3 separate regions of the Oryctolagus cuniculus genome follow, and all the other regions are linked to region 2. Evidence: chromatin contacts called from public Hi-C data. All regions are on one chromosome and are shown on one strand. The core of a region is the stretch at or near the end of the contact, and the rest is flanking DNA. Distances in the headings are between cores, read along the strand shown.

Evidence for each region. A called contact is a pair of places that touch in the nucleus more often than the background predicts.
Region 1: a contact with region 2 is called in a Hi-C map of an unstated tissue, with 4 times the contacts expected there. The contact joins two enhancer-like sites. A contact is called at or near these places in 4 of 6 Hi-C or Micro-C datasets (ear pinna, psoas muscle, skin fibroblasts and 1 more).
Region 3: a Hi-C map of an unstated tissue shows a contact between it and region 2, with 4 times the contacts expected there. The contact joins two enhancer-like sites. A contact is called at or near these places in 2 of 6 Hi-C or Micro-C datasets (skin fibroblasts and an unstated tissue).

What each region holds. Positions count from the first base shown.
Region 1 is chr3:64,538,777-64,542,814 of mOryCun1.1, reverse strand. All of the region lies in intron 2 of LOC103348788 (a long non-coding RNA gene), which reads left to right. Among named protein-coding and RNA genes, the nearest start is that of MTX2, 430 kb to the left of the region's middle. Within about 2 kb of position 1,399, at least 1 of the 8 cell types and tissues checked has an H3K27ac peak or open chromatin away from gene starts, as enhancers often do.
Region 2 is chr3:63,989,904-63,994,394 of mOryCun1.1, reverse strand. No RefSeq gene overlaps it. Among named protein-coding and RNA genes, the nearest start is that of HNRNPA3, 72 kb to the right of the region's middle. Within about 2 kb of position 1,539, at least 1 of the 8 cell types and tissues checked has an H3K27ac peak or open chromatin away from gene starts, as enhancers often do.
Region 3 is chr3:64,631,962-64,635,970 of mOryCun1.1, reverse strand. No RefSeq gene overlaps it. Among named protein-coding and RNA genes, the nearest start is that of MTX2, 330 kb to the left of the region's middle. Within about 2 kb of position 2,195, at least 4 of the 8 cell types and tissues checked have an H3K27ac peak or open chromatin away from gene starts, as enhancers often do.

The DNA of each region.
Region 1 (4,038 bases), core at 150-2,649, 550 kb before region 2:
TTGATGGGCAGATGCAGTGGCTGGGCCAGACGATTATAACTGTCAGTTACAATTGCATCTCTGCCCCTCAAGTTGTTGCTGGATGCTCCTGACTCCCTTTGAACGCACTGCTGTGATGCAGCAGTGCAGTTCCTGGCTATTGATGTGAGGGACCAAGTCACTCCCTGGCTTCAGTCTAGTTGCAAACAAGATTTATGAAATGAAGAGGGATGCCCATTTTGCGAAAGGTTGGCTGTTTTTGTCTACACTGCGTTTAGTGATACAGCATCTTCCTCTGCAGAGACTCACTCCTTGAGCGTGCAGAGAAATCGTGCATCTGAACATTATTTCCATGGCGTTGCCATGTTTACTGTTTCCTGTTGTCTTTGCTTGAAAGTGTTTTTAACAAAAATTAGGGTTGAGCATAACAATATTTGAGCTAGGGGATGAAAGGAGCTATGATTATGTTTCCTTTCCAGGTTAACATGGGCACCTTTGATTTAAGCACTAGAGACCCAGGACAGGATATGACACCAATTAAAAACATGAAACTTAATTTTTGCACTAAACAATCACGTAATCCTTCTTCTGGTATCTGGTTGAGGGTTACTGACATGACATTTATTTCTCAGCTACAATCCTAAATTTATTGGGTTGGCTTTATTTAAGGTACATGGGGCAACTAATATTAGTGCATGTAAAAGTCGAGCAATGTCTCAAAATGGTAAAGCAGCTATTATAAAGGGAACATATTTTTTCCGGATGACTCGGCACAAGGTCAAGAACGTGTGCAAACTTACTCCGTGAGTCCCAGGCCCACTCTTCTCAGTTGGAGGCAGATTTTGATTTAAGGTCTAAATTGCAAACCAAATCAAATAATTCTATCCCCTAAACTACACAAGGACAAGTTTTTTATTAATCACTTCTCTTTAGCCTTACATTTAAGTTGCATTTCTCTCAAGAGAGCTTTCTTATTTATTGCAAATCAAGTTTAGATCAAAATCACAAAGCAATACACGAATTGTTTAAAAAAAGGAAAAGTGATGTATTTGGGTAATATATTTCAAAGCTAAAATTGAATTTTAGCGTGTAATTTTAATGCACAGAATAATTCAAGTGAAGGCATGCAAACCAGGTAAACCTCCCCATCTCTGCACTTTGACACCTTGTTTAAGTTGAGCTAATGATCTTATGAAAAAAGTATTAGCAGTTTCAGTTCAGCCCCTGGTGGTCTATGCCACATATTGCATAACCTGCTGGTGGGTCCTCCAGGACTATTTCTCACTTGCAGACAGTAGCCTTTTATAATTCTGTCTGGAGGTGGAGGGAGCTGGGAGGGAGGGTGTCCTGTTTTAACCGTCATTCTGCACTTGAAAATAGTGAAAATGTTTATAGAACAAAGTCCAATGAAACGTTGTAGGACACTTCAATGCCTTCACATGTTCAGATGTGAACCTCGCACTCTACACCAAGTGTTTGAATAAAGTCATTCTGTTTAAGAGAAAAAAGTCGCTCGTGACTTCTAGTCCATGTGGAAAATTACCAAAGGCTGCAGTTTTTCTAGCCACGAACATTCTCATTTCCCATGTGCAGTTGGTTAGCTCCTCACTATGTCCCCAAGGAGTCTGTAACACTGAAGAGAAATGAGAACTTCCACACGGAAAAAGAGCCAAGGCAGCATTTGTAATAATTAAAAACAAGGAAGGGGAAAGATTGAGCCTTGCTTTTCTTTTTCTTGGGTGAAAAAAACCAGAGTGTGGGATGCCCAGGTGAGAAGTAGATGTGAACTTGCTTTTACTTTTTACAGGACATGAGGATAAAAGAAGAAGAAAAAAAATACTACCTCTCTTAAATGTCCGAACTCAAAGTTGCATGCAGGGAGTGCTAAAATGAAAGGGGTCATCACGGCCAAATTCACTGCCCAGCTTTTGTGAACTGTTAGAAGCAATTTCCAGGAACTGGGCTTTTTTTATTCGGGTTTGCTTTCACTCTCAGCTTGAGTGTTAATTTTTGACTAGTCCTTTCTATGCTTTCGTCAAATGTGCACAGTCGATTCTTGTAGCATTTCTCACGTGCACGCACACACACATACATTCTAAATATTTAAAGAAAACAAATAACTCTAGCCACTTGGTAAAAATGCAGCTTGATATTTGGATTCAAGAGTAGAAATAATTTCAAAGACAACTCTCATGGGCACAGTGTGTTAACTGCGTGCTGTGCCACCATTTTATTGTGTGCGAGCGGACAGCAAGATGGTGGGTGCAGCATTTTGTTGTATAAGGGCTCCTGCGTGTTCTGCCTCCGACCGCTGAGCCAGTGTGTGTCACACCAACAGAAAAGCCGGATTTCCCAGGTCTGGGGACTGATTAAAGAACACAGACACACAAATCTTCTTTCACTCACTGTTTTGCAGATGCTGAGGCGAAATTTTAAATATATCAATACAAGGAGAACAAATTTTCTTTCAAATAAAAAAAAAACACTAGAAATGATATTTCAGTTAAATATGTAACCCCCCTGGTGTTGGTAAATGCATATGTTATTAATAGATCTTCCAATGTCACAGCCAGTAATCTACCTTGAGAAAAGATCCAGGACAGAGTTAACATAGAGAATGTGAATGTTTTACTTGTGAATAAACGATCTTTCCAGATCAAGGTTGAGGTCATTGGCAAGCTAGTTTAGGTGAGCTCATTCCACAGTTATTTGCACATGCAAATCGAGGTTCTAATGTTTTTTATGTTACTGCCTTTTGTTAATAGGAAGAGCTCTGATTAATTTCTTAAGATAAAAAAATTAGAATAACCGAACAGTGTACTCTTGCTAATAGTGTTCAGTTTTCATTAGTCCCCAAATAGAACCAAAGCTAACATGGATTTTGACTTACCCTTAACTGGATCTCAAATTGAAGAGAGATGAATTTGACTAAGAGAAGAATTTGACACTGCCTTCTATTACCCACAGCTGAATTACCACTCCCTTTTGTCTGAGAAAAACATTTTCTTCTCAATGAGGTCGATATTTTTAATACTGAAGAAAAACTGAGGCTCATAGCATATTGTGGATTTTTTTTTTTTGCTGTTGTGTGTGGGTGTTTGATTGCAGTTGCCAAACACTTGAGATTATAAAAATGATACTGCTGCATAAAATAGACCTGTAGCAACACTGTTTATGGCACACACAACAATATTATTTTCTGCTGTTTGGTGTGCAGTAGTTGTAAATAGGAAAATGTGTAAGCCATTAAATCTAGTAGCAATAGGACTCTAAATCAGGGTTTATTATATCAATGCATGAAAAGCTTTACTTTTTTGATCTCCCTGGGTTAAATTTTCATGTTTGCAAGTGTATTTTAGCTCTGGAGATATTTATCTGGTAGCATCTTGGAGAAAAAGGAAATGGACAGATGTCCATAAACAGAGGGCTCCACCTGGTGGAAAAGAGGAGGTATGATTGTTGATGAGAACTAAGGCTGCAAAGGGAAACAGATGGAAGGGCAGCATTTTGTCTCTCTGTGTGTGTGCATGTGTGTGCGCATGTGTGTGAGTGGCACGCATGCTGTACATCTTTTATAATGAATATGCTCAAAGGAGAGAGAAATATACTATTCCCCAAATTTGAATTTCAATATTGTTATAGTTTTCTAGCTAGCATGATTTGACTATTTCTTTCAAATTCAAGCCTTCCTGCACATTTACTATTTATTTTATTCCAAATACATACATCTGAACAGATATTAACATGTGGCCTGCCAGTTATTAAGCACAACAGAAGGCAGACTATCCATAATACCATCTGATCATTGCACTTTTGAGTAGAATGCCATCTAGCAGACAAATTTAAACAAAGAAAGCATTTGCTGCAACCCACGGGTGTTCTGCGGATGGCTTTGTGGCTCACTTCGGAAGAGTTGGAGAGGATGTGGTGCAGAGCTCAATCAAGGGAGGGGCGCAACAATCTCAAATGCACAAGTAAGGAACAGAAAACTGTTCATTTTAAAATCTCATCTGTGACTGAGATGCTGGAGAATTTGAACCTATGTGTTGTGACTCACCC
Region 2 (4,491 bases), core at 290-2,789:
ACCTCTCTCTCTCTCTCTACCTCTACCTCTACCTCTACCTCTCCTTCTCTCTGTGTGTAACTCTGACTTCCAAATAAATAAATATATATATTTTTTTTTTGACAGGCAGAGTGGACAGTGAGAGAGAGAGACAGACAGAAAGGTCTTCCTTTGCCGTTGGTTCACCCTCCAATGGCCACCGCGGCTGGCGTGCTGCTGCCAGCGCACCGCGCTGATCCGATGGCAGGAGCCAGGTACTTATCCTGATCTCCCATGGGGTGCAGGGCCCAAGCACTTGGGCCATCCTCCACTGCACTCCCTGGCCACAGCAGAGAGCTGGCCTGGAAGAGGGGCAACCAGGACAGAATCCGGCGCCCCGACCGGGACTAGAACCCGGTGTGCCGGCGCCACTAGGCAGAGGATTAGCCTATTGAGCCACGGCGCTGGCCAATAAATATTTTTAAAACTACAATTAGCCAGTCCAAATGACAGAATTCCTATTTTTCCTACCATCTGATAAATAAATGAGTCTCCTCCAAGGTGCTGCTTATACAATACTCCACCAAAGATGTCTCCCTTCTTCACCCAATACCACCTGGCCTATCATCCTGCAAGAGGTCTTCCATTCTTTGCACATACGTATTTATTTTCTGGAACAAACAACTGCAATTTTTTCTTGGCAAAGTTATGTCTATTATTCACTTTAAGATCAAATTTAAGACACAACTCCTGGAAAGCTGTACCTCTGATCCAAAACCATTTCCCCCTTTGTGTTTCCAAACATTTTATTTACCATTTCCACTTGTTTATGGTTTCCTATTTGTCTTATCTCCATGAGTAGTACTTCTAGCACGACCTCAGCAGAGGAACCTATTAAATGTTGAATAAATAGACATGACCTGGGGCCAGCTCCGTGGCACAGTAGGTTAATCCTCTGCATGCAGTGCCAGCATCCCATATGGGCGTCAGTTCTAGTCCTGGCTGCCCCTCTTCCAATCCAGCCCTCTGCTGTGGCCTGGGAAAGCAGTAGAAGATGGCCCACGTCCTTGGGCCCCTGCACCCACGTGGGAGAACCAGAAAAAGCTCCTGGCTCCTGGCTTTGGATAAGCACAGCTCCGGCCGTTGTGCCCATCTGGGGAGTGAACCAACAGAGGGAAGACCTTTCTCTCTGTCTCCACCTCTCACTGTCTGTAACTCTATCTCTCAAATAAATAAATAAAATCTTTTAAGAAAAATAGCTATGACCTAAGTAGAGAGCTATCTGTCAAGATCTGCTAGTAAATACTCCAGTTATTCTGCCCTTTGGATGGGCTAAATGTATTGAAAATAACTACCGTTCGTGGAGCGTCCCTGAAGCAGGCCTTGTGAAGTATTTACACATTTTCTTGCTAGATGTTGACAACAGCCCTGTGACACAAGTCCTACTACTCCCTGTATTTGATAGTTGAAGAAAGCTGAGGCGGGAAGAAATTCTCGCACCTGCGCCAGGGAGGGAGGCGGTGACTAGGAGCCAAGTCTTTCTGACTACAGAGCCTGCACTGTGAATCACACTGTGCCTGTTTGGTGTGTTGTTGTGAAACATGTGATACACTATGATCTTATTACTGCTCGTATCACATTTCGATGATTCACATTATAGAAATTAAATCATTATCATTTTATCCCCCTGTAATACCGGTTATTTCAGATCATTGCTGAGGTTATTCAGGCTGTTAATATTTTTTACCGGTTCTTCAAAGAAAGCGCTTACTATAATCAAAAGATTTGTACAGAGGAAGGAAAAGAAATTACTTTAGTGATCAAAGGGCTGATGCAGGAAAATATGCAAGCTGACTGCATTTAGTTAAGGTTGCAACAATGAAGTGGAAGAGCTGGGGGAAATGGAAGATCTCGTAATAACCGCTTCTTTGTTTGTTCAGTTCACCTGACTTGAAACCTTTTTCTCCTGAAATGCTCCTCACACTGCTCACACTTGGCCTCAGGAGTAAGCAAACCAGGAACCCACAGGAACCACCTGTGCGGTCTCATGTCAAGGGAATTGGAAAGACCTCCAAGCCCCTTAAATATTTACAGATGGTTAAAATCACATTCTTAGAGCTTAAATCGAAAAAGGGACTTTCCAAAAAAAAAAAAAAAAAAAAAAAAGGAGGTTGGACATCATTGGTCATAATCACTCACTCCTGGAAATAACCCTACAACGTCAGAACAGTAAAATGGGTAAGTAACTTGGTAAAGTCATACAGTAAAAAATCAATCATTCAGCGCTGGAAATGAATGTAGCAATGCCACACTCAACGTGGCTGCATCTCTAAATACCATTTTGAGCAAAAGATGCAAGACACAAATGAATGCACACAATGCCACTTACGTAACGTGCCCAAACTGACCACACCAAACTCCACTGTTCAAGGATGCACAACCCCGATGGGAAAACTTCAGAAAAATGCCAGGAAATGATGCCTCAAGTCAGGCTGGTGGTTGTCCCTGGGAGCAGGGGGAGTGGGGCAGGGAAGGAGACAGGCAATTTCTATGGCTCTGACAATACTTTGTCAAGTTGTATATTCGAGCCGCGTTCACTTTTCTGGTCAAATGCTTTCTTTCACAATAAAAATGCAAAGGAAGCACATCCAATGGGCATTTCTGAAATGTATCAGGAAAAAGAACATAATACGCTCTGTCCGTTGTTTGTGTTTTGGTAAGAATAGGTCCATTCGCTCTGTGATTACAAGCACACTTAGGAGGAGAGAGACAAGAGCAAGCACGAAGACTCAATTCTAGGAGAAGGTAGTGGTTACACTGCAGGCTCTGGAATCAGACCTGGATCTAGAGCCTGGCCATTTGCCCACAGAGGCCCTTGGGCAGGTATAAAACTCTCAGACCCTCTGCTCTCCATCACAGGGTCATCATGAGGCTTGCACCACGCACTGGTTTTTATTCATTGCCCACTAGGATTATTTTCTTCCCCAATATTGGAACTATGTAAAATGCAGAGTTAGGCAGAGAAAGAGAGAGGTCTCCCATCCACTGGTTCACTCCCCAAACAACAGCAACAGCCAGAGCTGTGCCGATCCAAAGCCAGGAGCCAGGAGCTACTTCCAGGTCTCCCACGTGGGTGCTGGGGCCCAAGGATTTGGGCCATCTTCCTCTGCTTTCCCAGACCATAGAAGAGAGTTGGATCAGAAGTAGAGTGGCTGGGACTTGAACTGGCACCCACATGGGATAATGGCACTGCAGGCAGCAGCTTTACCCACTAGGCCAGAGCGCCAGCTCGGCCACTAGTGTTTTTTCCTTCCCAAGATTAGAATTGGATGAGGAAATCATCAGGGCAGTAGGAAGGGGGGAACTGAGAGACTGCATTTGCTGCATTTCCTCTCCACATGTCCCAGGTCACTCCTCAACCCCACTGGCTTCTTTGTGAATCCCTTGCCTGAGACTTTTCTAGCAAGAGTCACCAGGGGCCTTGTTATGAAACCCCATGAACATCTTTTCTTAGCATCATTTGACACTGTCGGCCGTTCCTCCCTCCTTGAAACTTCCTTCTCTTGTTGTCTTCAATACCCTGAGCTGTCCTCTTCTTACCTAAACTGCTACCACTGCCCACAGCCAGGTCCTTGTTTCCCTCCTGTCCTGCAACAGCCCCCTAACTGCTCTCCTCCAGAACAGACCTCGCCAATGCTTTCTCCATGTGGCAGCCACAGTGTTTGCCCTAACACGCAAACCTCGTCATGCCCTTTCCCTAGAGTCTTCCTAGGAACCGCCATTCTCTTTAGCTCTGGAAGCTCTGGGCTTCAGTTCATCACACTAACCCACCTGCACTCACTTGAACCTTCTTGATTTCTCACCCCCTGTCCTATCTCCCAATTCGCCAGTCACTATATTGCTCACCCAACTTATAAAACTGCAAAATTCAGGATAAGTCTCCTTTTCACCTAATGCCAACCTCTTTCTAGATTACACATCTTTTTTTGTAGTTGATTCAATCCATGCTCATTCCTGAAATGGCTCTGTTTACCTCCTCAGAAGACTATTCTTAAACACAGGTTCAGGGCTGCTGTTGTGGCACATCGGGTTAAACCTGCGCTTATGACATTGGCATCCCTTATTGGAATGCCTTGAGTCCCAGCTACTTCACTTCTTTCTTTTTTCTTTTTTTTTTTTTTTTTTTTCATTTGACAGGAAGAGTTATAGACAGTGAAAGAGAGAGAGACAGAGAGAAAGGTCTTCCTTCTGTTGGTTCACTCCCCAAATGGCCACTATGGTCGGCGCCGCACGGATCCGAAGCCAGGAGCCAGGTGCTTCTTCCTGGTCTCCCATGCGGATGCAGGGCCCAAGCACCTGGGCCATCCTCCACTGCCCTCCCGGGCCACAGCAGAGAGCTGGACTGGAAGAGGAGCAACCAGGAATAGAACCGGCACCCATATGGGATGCCAGCGCTGCAGGCAGAGGACTAACCTAGTGAGCCACGGCGCGGGCCCCAAGCTACTTCACTTCTGATCCAGGTCACTGCTGAAG
Region 3 (4,009 bases), core at 946-3,445, 640 kb before region 2:
GGGACCCAACTACTCGAGCCATCACCTGCTGCATCCCAGGGTGTGCATGAGCAAGAAGCTAGAACGGAAAGTGGAGGCAGGACTTGAACCCAGTCACTCTGATATGGGATCCAGACATCTGCAGTGATGACTGTGCCCAACCCTTGCCCCGTGGTAAAACACTTCTGAGCATGTCTGTGGGGGTATTTCTGGCAGGGATTCACACTTCATTAGTGCATTGAGTAAAGAAGGCCTACCTGCACCCACGTGAGTCGCCATCATGCAATCCACAGAAATAGAAAAGGTTGAGAAAGAGAGAATAGTCTCTTTCTCTTTTTCTCTTGCCTTTGTACATTGGAGCTCCTGATATGGGAACTTTAGGACTTACATCAAGGCCCCTCTACCAGGCCCCAGGATCACACACACCACTGGCTCTCCCTGTTTTCCAGCTTGCAGACTGCATATGTGGGTCTTCTGGGCCTCCATGGTCACATGAGCCAAGTCCCATTTGTGTGTGTGTGTGTGTGTGTGTGCACATCCATATGTGTGTATGCTATCGACGCGTAGATCCATCATACTGGTTCTGTTCCTATCTGGTTCCACCTCTGCTTGATCTTATGAGCCAATTCCCATCTCTCTCTCACACACACACCTTATTGGTTCTGTTCCCCTGGAGAACCATAACTAACATAGTAAGCAAATCATTGGCAATGAAATAAACAACCTTGGCTCGTTGGAAGTACAACAGGAATGAGAAATCTGACAGATCATGCAATTGTTCATGTTTAGTGTCTATTTTGAAAGGAATGCAATAAGAACTCCACAAAGGCTTTTGACTGTGCCCAGATGCTCATGGTTCCCCCCACAGAGTGAACCTTTCCTCTGGGTTTATTTTCTGGGACTACTTCTATTTTTTGTTGTTGATGCTTGTGTTTTGGTTTTGAGTTATATACTAATTGTGGTTTCGTTCCAGCTAACAAGACTGACCTCTTAGATCTCTCAATGACAGAATCACAATACCATTGTTGGACCAGAAAACTACCCATTAGAGTCAACACAGCTACCAGGGTTATTAGGCAGCAGGTGTGTGTGTGTGTGTGTGTGTGTGTTTCTCTGAGTCACTCACCAAAAGACACTTTGTATAGCTTCAGCTATTTTGAGTACAGTTACAGTCCCTGGCTTGGACTTACTTTGGCAAACTAGTAGTGTGTGTATTAGTGCGGGCAATAAAAACCTCTTGGAAAATATGTTTTTTAAAAAATATGTGTCTTCCTGTAGAACACTCTTACTTATACTTTCTGAAAATTAATTACATGTAGGCATGACATGTAGTCTCACATAGCTAGTTGATTCTTACCAAAGCTTACGAGGAATATGCACAAGCATTGGTCCAGAGAGACATCTCCAGGGCTTGTCCCAGGGAGTGGCTGGAGCTGTCACAACTACAAAAGGCCCATCAAGGGCTGGCACCTCTCACTCCCGTATTCTCTGCCTCTGTCGCTGCATAGCTGTTTGCCAGGGTGAGGCACACAAGGAATCCCATAGGGCAAGGAGTTGTGGATCTCAGGAGTCACTTTCTGAATTTGGCGGACATTCCAGCAGTCACAGGATGGCAGAAGGTCGAACGAGGACAGGCTGTGTGACCAAATACCGAGCGCTCAGGTTGGCTTCTGATTTTGTGTCTGAGTGGCCATCGGGGCACCCATTCACAGGCCCGTGTCCTTGGGCAAGCTACTTGGCCTGTCTGCCTTGGTTTCCTCATCCATATTGGGAATAATAACTGTCCCTGCTTCGTGGGGTTGTTTGAGGGCTGAGCGAGTTAACACGTGGAAAACACTAGACTAATACCTGGCGCACCATGCTAGTCGCTTTCTTTACCTATTATCCCACTAACTGATCTCCCGTGAACTAGTCAGGAATAAACCACTAGTCCTGCCTCTGTGAGAGTCCCAAGCAGAGGCCAGAAGGCATCACCGGAGGCAACCGTTTAGACCAGACACGAGCAAGGACATGTGTTCCTGTGTGAAATGTTGGGGGCCATGGGGTTAACCCCTGTTTCTACAAGTTCTCCAGACCCTCGTTAGGGGTTCCTACGCCTGGCCGGGGGGCGTTCTCCTCCAACTCCTTGGATTTCTCCCAGGTTGTCCTCCTCAGCAAAGCGAAAGGCTAAGAGCTCCAGCTAGAGACGCCTGCTTGCAATAGCACGGGGCGCGCGGCACCGCGGAGCAGCGCAGCCCCGCCGCAGGCCCCCGGCCCGGCTCGGTCCCCGGAGCCACCCTGGGTGGCTCTCACCCAGGGCCGCACGGTCCGCTCCAGACACCAGGTGGGCACCACCCATCTCGCGATGGGCACCACACCAGAAAATCTTTTTCATTGTCTGGTCTTCCAATAGCTGAGCCCGGAATTCGATGGAACTTCAGGTATAGGGGTTGAAGAAAAGTCCCATTGAACCTCCCGCCGCCACTCCCGGGCCCGCGGGGGACGTTCCCGGCGTGCTCCTACTGCGGTCCCCCGCACCCGCGCTGACCCCTCGCTCGCCCCGCTCCTCTAAATGATTCATCTAATTTCTTCAGCACCAGGCCGGCAAGGCCAGGGACGGCTTCGCTCTCCGAACGTGAAGCCGTTGCCGCGTTCCGCTTTCCTGCTGGGGGCTGGGGGAGTTATTAAAATGGACTTGGCTTTCACAGCCCTTTTTGGGGGATGTTGAGGCTCATGGTTAAGCCAACTGCCCATTTCTAAATGCGGGATCTTCCTACTCCTCCAGTCCCCTTCCACGCCAGCCCTCTGAATCCAGAGGCGGCTGGGGGATGGCAGCAATGCAGAAATTCTATGTTTAAAAAAAAAAAAGAAAAAAAGAAAGAAAGAAAAGCCACTAAAAAAAAAACATACAGGAGCGCCTTTCCATTTCCCCTCCCCCTCCTTATGGCCCAGGCCACCCTCCAACAGTGACACCTAGTGGTCAAATATAAATTAGACTAATTTTTCACAGAAAATAGCATTTCCTCTAAAAGCAAGCAAAGACTGAGCCCCATCTCCTCTTGCAGTGAAAGCACAGAAAGATAGATTCTCCTTAATTCATGACTAAAATATGTTAATGTTTGGAGGAAGCAGTTATATGTATTTCTAAGACCCTATTGAAGCTTTTAAATGTGTTTTCTTTATCATTTCTATGGACACATGCTTAGTTTGCTTTCCTTAGATAATGACCAACTTGATTTTACTGTAATTCCAAATCTTGGACATGTCTGAGACATGTTAGGTTTCAACACCTAAAATGCATATTTGGAAATATAACATTTAAAAATGAGTTGTGCTACAAATCCACTATTTGCACAATCTGTCTCAAGCTCCTGTAGTGGGTACTATTTACTTGCATTTGTTTTTGGCAACTGTGTTCATTCAAAAGGACAGCAAGGACTTGCTCTAATCCCTGTTTCAAATTTGGTACAGACTCTATTCAGTAAATATAATTGGATACTCAGCTAGGGAGGTTCTCACCAAGTGCACTGGTCAGGTACAGCCGAGTCCCCGGATAGAGCCTTCCTTCAAGACCTTCTAATGCATGGACTATCATCGTCATGCAACAGTTAAGGTGAGCAGAAATCTCCCTGGTATGGAAACGTGACGCCAAATTCATGATTCAAATGTGTCCCATTCCAGCTGTGTGGTCTTGGGAAATCATTTGACCGGTTTGACTAGCATTTCTCTTTCTCTAGTTGCTCCTTATACAAGAAGTTTTCTTAGCTACCTTTCAGAAAATTTATTAGATAAATTTGAAAACACAGGAAACCTCTTCATAATCAATGGCAAGTAGGATTACCACACTAATATAATACACTCATATACACACATGAAAGAAGACCTTAGATATGTGATTGATTGATTATACATACAAACAAAAAAATAACCTCCAATGACTGAAATAATATTTCTAGCCACCAAAACTTAGCACTTACTTTTAAGTATTAAGATTGGCAGTACCATGCGTTTGGACATAATATATCTCTCAAAACATGAAATTTAACTGTGT